2 separate regions of the Mus musculus genome follow, and region 1 is linked to region 2. The links are chromatin contacts, called in public ChIA-PET maps. All regions are on one chromosome and are shown on one strand. Each heading gives the region's core, a stretch centred on a gene start, on an enhancer-like site or on the middle of the called end of the contact. The rest is flanking DNA. Distances are from core to core; before and after follow the strand shown.

The links. ChIA-PET counts read pairs in DNA pulled down with a chosen protein or histone mark.
Region 1: an RNA polymerase II ChIA-PET map of memory CD8 T cells shows a contact between it and region 2, with 7 read pairs. The contact joins the enhancer-like site here to the promoter of C030034L19Rik in region 2. A contact is called at or near these places in 2 of 484 Hi-C or Micro-C datasets (bone marrow-derived macrophages and cortical neurons), 1 of 115 datasets of contacts at active chromatin or transcription factors (memory CD8 T cells) and 1 of 9 other capture datasets (embryonic stem cells).

Annotation. Positions count from the first base shown.
Region 1 is chr3:9,753,849-9,757,712 of GRCm38.p6, reverse strand. The region is part of intron 2 of Pag1 (phosphoprotein associated with glycosphingolipid microdomains 1); the gene reads left to right. Among named protein-coding and RNA genes, the nearest start is that of Pag1, 78 kb to the left of the region's middle. Within about 2 kb of position 2,537, at least 74 of the 459 cell types and tissues checked have an H3K27ac peak or open chromatin away from gene starts, as enhancers often do. A contact at or near this core is called in bone marrow-derived macrophages and memory CD8 T cells, where this site is marked.
Region 2 is chr3:9,400,501-9,404,491 of GRCm38.p6, reverse strand. It overlaps C030034L19Rik (RIKEN cDNA C030034L19 gene), which reads right to left and starts at 1,472. Exons shown (of 4, transcript NR_160691.1): 1 at 1,253-1,472.

The DNA.
Region 1 (3,864 bases), core at 1,288-3,787, 350 kb before region 2:
ACAGCATATCATTCTTGGAGAGATTTATTTTTAAGCCAGGTCCTTTATTGGGATTTCCAGAGGGAGGTACTTTGCTAGTGTTATCTTTATAATCTTTTTGATAATTAAAAAAAGAAAAAATCTGACATCCCTAAGGCATGTCCAGTCATGGCAGCCTCTGCACTGCCTCTTTCAGCCATCCTTTCTCGCCTCTTCCATTTCTTCATTTGCAGCAAGGAAAATAAACCATAGGAACCCTGCTCTTGATGGCCTGCCACTCTGCATACCTCACGGATCTCAGCTGTTGGAGTGCAGGAACAATGACCCCGACATCAGCTGATGGAGTGAGAGTAACTGCCAGGGACACGGAGCTGGTGGCTCAGGGCTGGGGGAGGGGAGAGAAACGTGGGAGAAGCTGGTGAGAGGTGAGACCCAGAACAGGAAGAGCTTAGTGAGGGAGATGCCAGCAGGCTACAAGGAGAGTCCTGGGACACAGGAGCAGGGCACTAGTGTCTCCACACTGCAGTCCTTGGCAGCCCGTTACTTTATCTGTAGCTGATGCTGTACTGCTGAGCCACTGAACACAGCTAGGGTTGATTGCTGAGAAGAACTGAATGTTCTAATTTAATGGACAGAAGTATCTATTCTGGGTGGGGGATCCCTGTTTTATTGTTAATTTGTTAAACCCATCACTAAATGCTAGTGAACTAATGAGAAGTATTATGCAATAGTTTATGACCTTTTTTTTTTAACCAAAAATCTATCAAATTGCTGACATTTATCATTTTGACAAATTGGGGATGTGTATAATTAACTGGATTAATGGCTGACTTAGTAGGCATATCTCAGGGGAGCTGACTATTAAATTGCTATCTTCTTGGCAAAAGGCTCTTGGGGTTTTATCCTAATCCTTAGTCAACACTAGGCCTCATCTGGGTGAAACACCATAAGGAAAGATGGCTACATAACAAATGGCAGACAGAGCAGGAATGGGGAGCACCCTGACCTTTAACTGAGTACCCCAAGGCAGAACTGTCACGGAAACTGTGTAAGCAGTATAATAATGCAAATGGCTCAGGAAAGAGAGCTGGGGCTTAGTCCAGGCCTACTGGAAGGAAACGCACACTTCGTTTCAGCTACAAGCTGATATGGCAGGATACTGGGACTGATTAAAATGCTGCTGTGACTGATAAAAAGCTTTCTGTATAAAGGATGGTATGCAAGACAACACAAGTCAGGGTCTGCACCACCTTTGGCCAGCCACATGCAGTGGAGAACTGCCTTTGAACTACCCAAGGGGGGGCCACAGGGGTGGGGGGCAGAAAACTCAACTGTCACCTCAGGAAGTCTCCTCTTGTCTTCCTAACTCACCACTTTTTCTCACATACATCCTCTTGCCTTCCCCGAAACTGGATCGGTTGTAACCAAAGCAAATGTGCCCCACTAACACCCACCTGTTCCCATCGACAGCGGAGGTTTGCTCAGTACTGGTGGAATTTGATTGTTCAATTGTAGTCTCCCAGGCTGAGATGCTACTGTCTGGGCCTGACCATTGGGATGACTTCCTGCAGAGCCAGGCAGATCTCACACCACAGGTGCCACTCCCACTGCTCTGAGTGGCTTTAGATGGAGCAAGCTTTCAGGTGAGTTTTAGGCATATCATAAGCTCTTTCTTATTTGGACCTTCCTGGGAGCATCACTCACCAATGTTCAGAACTTATTGCCAGTCCCGAGGAAACCTTCAGTAAAGCAGGTGCCTCGTGTTCCACTGGCTCAGTAGTCACAGACGCAGAAGGATGGATAGACAGCTCGTTTCAGGAGCCCCAAAGTCCCACAGGATAGAAGGAGATATTAAGTTGAAAGGTTTGGATTAGTTTAAGTCAGTCTTCGTTTGCAGTGTACACATGTACAGATAGTCACACAGAGAAAGGAGCCCCAAAGAACGACTAAGACCTCACGTGAGGATTCTGCTGAGGACAGATCATGACAATGTTCTGTCCTGAAGCCCAGTGTTCTAGTGATGTAGCTAGAGTTACACTGGGGTTTGCCACCTTTTTTTGAGAGTGATTTGGAAAATAGTAGAATATCTGCATCTTTTGGAATATTCTTTTTTCTTTAGTAAGAGCTTTACTGAGCTATCATTTGCTTGACATACAATCCATCCACTTAAATGATGCAGTTGGTGGGCTTACCATAGAGCGGGACACACATGCTTCATAGACCACTTCCATCACCCTTCACCACAGTTTCTACCTCCCATCTTCCCCAGCTCTCAGCAGTCACTCCTTCTCTATGCAGCCAGCTTTCTTTATTTGACCATTTGTGGACGTTTCTTGTGAATGGGATCCCCTAATATATAGAGTCACCGGCTTCTTTCCATTACCGTGTGTTCAAAGTACATCCATGTTGACCCTGTGTCAATGACATCCCACTCTGGGTGTGACTAATATACTCTGTATGCGTTTGACAGTTTAGTTTCTGTTCACCAGTTGATGGACGCCTAGGTTATTTCTGGGTTTTAGCTATTTAAATCATGGTTCTATGAACCTCTGTGCTTCTGGGGAGTTTCTGTGGTCGCTTCTCTTTGTATATATTTAGGAGTAGATAGTGACAGTTCTGTGGTTAGCACTTCCTGAGAACATCTAGACTATTTGCAAAGTGGATGGTCGTCTTGCACTCTTAGCAGAGGGTCTGCGCGTTTGGACTTCTTCCCTTCCCGCCAGCACACATTACTGTTTTAGCTGGAGGATATGAAGCAGCATCTCACGGTGGTTGACACTTGCACTTCTTTGATGATGGCATTGGCCACATGTGGACTTACTGGCTAGTTTATAAGTTCCTTTGGAGAGATGCCTATTCAGACTCTTTGCTCCTTTGGGGTTTGGATATCTTACTGTGTTTTAAGAGGTGTTTATATATTCAGGCTACAACTTCTTTATCAGGTGGTTTGCACCTATTTCTCTTCTTTGGGATGTCATCTTTAATATGTATAGTGTTCTCTAAAACTCACGTCTTTTTATGTTATATTTTATTGATTGTGTACTTGGCATCATATCAGTAGCTTCTTTGGCCAGATCTGAGCTCATGGAGACTTACCGTTTCCCTTTTTAGTAGTTTCTGTGGTTTCATCTCTTATGTTTCAACTTAACTTTAGTATGGTGTGAGTTCAGGGTTCACTCTCTCCTTTTGTATGTGACTACTACATATCCAGCCCTGTTTCCTAACGTGACTATTCTTTCTCCATTGAATTATATTCACACTTCTGTTAAAAGGCAATTGACAGTGTAAATAAAGGGATATAAACATATGGGTTTGCTAGCGTGGATAGTAAGTTTTGCCCGATTTAATCAGTATGTCTGTCTACATTTGCAATAGCAGCACTGTCTCAATCACCGCTGCCCCTGGACGACTCTTCCCTCCTGCCCAAGCTGTTCTGACAGGGCAGTTATACACTGCTCCTACTGCTCAGCTTTAAGTCGGGCTCTTTACTCATCAGGAGTAGAAGAAAATGGAGGTTGATTTTATTTGACTGTATGTGTGATACGAGGACTAAACTTAGACCCTGAGCATGTCATACATGTGTTCTACCACAAACTGTGGCCCCAGCCCTGAAATACTTTTTCTAATACGTAATGAGAGAATTTTACATTAAAACAAACAATGCAAAGCCATTGGCCTTGGGTGACTAAACCTAGCTCATCTTTCTGACTAATTCAAGAGTCTTCTGAACTTGGGCATTGACAGAGAAGCCAAGAGGTTTGTGATTAGAACTTCCATGTAAATAGAAGTGAATGTGAGAGCCTGGGAGGAGGCCTGACTTGAAAGGGAGTGAAAGCTGGAACAAAGGAAGTCACTTACCCAGGAAGCCTGGCCCTCCCACTTTGT
Region 2 (3,991 bases), core at 223-2,722:
GATTGCTTGAGGGAAGGGTTAGACTGATGTGTATCTGCCCGGATAACTCACACGAGGCTTGAAATAAGGTAACTGAGTATTGATATCAGCTTCCCAATAGTTCTTGACTAAGCATAACACACCATCAGACACTGGCTGTCCTGGATGCTAAGGGCATATGTTGGCTTATTGGTGGGGTCATCACATCACACCAGGATATTGCTGTCTTTAACAAGGACAAAGAAATCTTCACATTTTTGTTGGTTTGTTTGTTTGATCTCTTGCCTACAATAGAGAAATAATCCCAGTATTTTTCTTCTTACCATATATACTCTTAACAGGCTTAGTCTCAGCTAGAAAGATCTTTCAGAATCCAAGACACCTTGCCCAGTGATAGCTCCCCTGGACAATGTAGAGGAAATAGCAGAAAGAGTCCCAGAGACCAAGGACTCGTTTTCAGAGCTAAGTCAAAGGTCAAGGGTGAGGACTGTAGCATCAGACTCCTCCTGCCACTAGGATCCCACAGCCAGAACTCCCTGGCCTCATCCAGGGAAGTGCCCAGTGGCAAGTCACTGCACTGAGAAAGCTCGGGGTTATCATATCAGTTATGTTTCTTCATGGCCTCCCTCAGTTCCTATGAGGCTGGCCAGTCAGTCATAGGTCATTCTCTCTATAAGCCCTGTTGCCTGGCAACACAGCTCACATCTATTTCTATCAGGTTTCCAGGCAAACAGGCTAGTATACTAAGCCAAGGTCCTTTCATTTGTTTTCTTTAAGAAGGAAACACATTTTGTTCCCCCTTTCCTGACATATCCCTGGTACATCTTAAAGTCAGTACCCATGAGACTTCATGGTAGCCAGTTCCTTTCTCACTGCCCAGCCACCATATGTTGCCTGCCTTGTTATCATGGTCATTCTCACAAGTTTTTGCACAGCTTCTATCCCCAGCTCCAGAGCATGACAATTGGATAACTGTCAGAGTTTATACACAGTTTGCCTCCAATCTCTCCTAAACACATCTGCTTTGCAGACCCAGATAATTGCTCATCATTGTTTGTTCAGCCCCGGAGCATCCTTCTAATGATGGTATCTAACCAACCACAGGCCTGGAACTTAAAAGGCAAAACAGAGCAAAACCACCTTTGGATCTCACTTCTGAGAAATTACATATTAACCCCTAGAATTAACTGATGGGTCCCTCTGTTTAATGCCGTGGTGCCGTTGAGGATCCTGCTGAACCTCGAGCTGCCCCATGCCCACAGTGCCTACTTACCATGAGCTGCCTGCCGCAGAGAAGCAACAATGTCCTATCCCAGCTGTTTCTCCAGAGCCAGAGATATCCATCTTAGTTGGCAATTAGACCCCCAGTTGCCAGCTCAAACACCAATGATTGTACTGGGCTGAGTTTCAAGACCCTAGCATCACTGAGGGAAACAAAGGGGAAGGCTCGGAGGCGGTTGCTGGGGACTCAGCTTTTGCTGACACACGAGTGCCTGGAGGAAGTGGCTATTGCAGGTTTTCTGTGATCTAGTTCCAGCATAAGGCACTGCCTTCCTGCAGCAGGAAATGGTAATAGCCCACTGTGGAAACCAGCCAAAGACTCAAAGAGAGTTTGACTGAATCAAGTCCAGGCTCCAAAACGTTCTAAGTGATAAAATGCATGAATCTTTGGGAAACCAAAAGGATTTCTCAAATCAAGGCTATAAAAGCTAAACCAAAGAGTTTAATGTAAAAAATACAATTTTTCCATAGGATTTCTATGTGCAATTTCAACTATACTGATCCACAGTTGGGCACTTGTTTGGAGATTATTCTATTTGATTTTCCGCTGATGGTATAAAACCCTGACTAAACCCATGTGGATGGGGCGAGTGTTTCAGCTTACAGTTTTATATTCCATCAAGAGGGACTCAAGGTGGCTGCCTGGAGGCAGGACGGAAGCAAAACCCACAAAGGAGTACTCATTACTGACTTGCTCTCCTGGGCTTGTTCTGCTAAAGTTCTTACAGCTCAGGTCCTCCTGCCTAGGGATGGCACCACCCACAGTGCGCTAGGCCCTCCCATATCAATAGAAATGATAATATGTTTCACAGACATGATACTCTGGTGGAGAGGGTTAGTCAACAATAACTAGCCAGCAGAGAGGGCCAAGCACAGCTATTCGTATACCCTTGAAGAGCAGACTTATGCTGGGGAAGGCTATCAAGCACACAGCTTCAGAAGAGGTGAACATGGAGCAGCAAGGGAAGGGCTAGACCCCTGCCTAGCCAGCCAGATCAGTCAAATCAACCCTGCGATCAGTGAGGTGACAGATGTCACAGCCAGATAACTCAGAGCCAAACACTACACATGCTTTTAAATGGCGGGGAGCCACCAGAGACTTGCAGTATAAAAGTTCTGGACCCGTGTCAACCCCTCTGTGCTCTGAGGAGGCCTTGCTCTCCTGTCTTCCCTGAGATGTCGGGCATTTGTAATGAGATCATAAAGAACTGACCGGTCCAAGGGTCCAGAAGGACAGTGAAAGGAGCGGGGCCGTTTAGTTAGACACCCACTGCTGTGACAAATGACTGAGAAAAGCTACTTAGAGCCCAAGAGATTTCCTTTGTAGCATGATTTCAGAGGGTTCAGCCTGGGCCCCACTGCCTCCTGGCCTGTGGTAAGGCAGCAGGATGGGGTAGACGAGGAGGGTCAGATTATCTGACTGCAGCCTGTAGGGTGACACTGCCTTCACTTATGTATTGTCCCGTGTAGCAGGCCCTGTGGCAGACACAGCCAGAAGCAGGCTTTACTGGGGCATCTTTTAGTCCAGTCAAGATTACCCATCAGGCCAGGCAGTGGTGCATACCTTTAATCCCAGGAAGAGGCAGGTGGAGCAGAGCTAGATGCCAGCCTGTCTACACGATGAGTTCTAAGACAGCCAGGAGTACCTGGAGAAACCCTGTCTTACCTGTCTCAAAACAAAACAAACAAGACTTAAACATCACCGGGGACAACTTACAGACCAAAACCGTGAGAGCATTTGAAGCTCAGAAAACATTAGCTGATATCCAGTATGCTCTTTCCAGTTCTCATTTCTCTGCAGCAAAATAAACAAATAAACAAGCCAATAAACATCCAAATCAATATTTTACAACATAATAGCTCCCCTTTCCTTCTCTGTTTTGTGTCAGAGCAGCCTGACACCCATAGAAACCCCGGTTAGGGTCCCTGGAATGAAGCCATGTTTCTCTGAGAAAATTAAATGGAAAAAGCTAAGCAATGAGACAGAAAGATTCCCAGGATGCGATATTGCACATGTATGTACACACACACAAAGACACACAGACACACCAAAGTATGCACAATGTCCATGTATGTGAATATATATACCAAGGATAGACATGGCTATAGGTCAGGCTTCTGCCTGAGTTCTGAAGAGCAAACAGGAAGTCTTGGCTCTGTCTTCACCTGGAGGCAGCCCCAAGTGTGTTTATCACATGACATCACGTGCCAACTTGTAGTGTTTGCTTACCACAAGCGTGTGCTGCTTCTTTTCCTAATTGTAAACACAGGAGAGAAAAGTTAAACCCCACCACCAGGAAGCAGCTACCTGGCCTGAGGATAAAAGAAGTTACCGTTGACTTATTGAGGATCTGGGCCGATGCCCAGCCCCCTCCAGCCAGGACTGCCCCACGGGTGTGACAGTGATTCTCCTGGCCCCTGGAGAACTGAAACCCCTCTCTGCCTCCCTCAAGCCTACAGTTGGCTCTGGCTCTGGTCTTTTTCTAGCATATGGAATGCAGCCAAATTGGGATGTTTCCCAGGAAGGGCAAACAGCGCTTTGGAGATTGAATTAGAACAACTGAGCTTTTTTTTGGTGAGCCAATGGGCTCTATCCAGGCTATAAAGTGCCATGTAACAACTCTGAGTTCCTTTGCTTCTTCTTATATCTTAAAAGCTATAAAACAAACATTTTTTTAAAAAATCTCAAGATGCACTGCATAAAGAACTATTTATGCCCTGTAGGAACAAG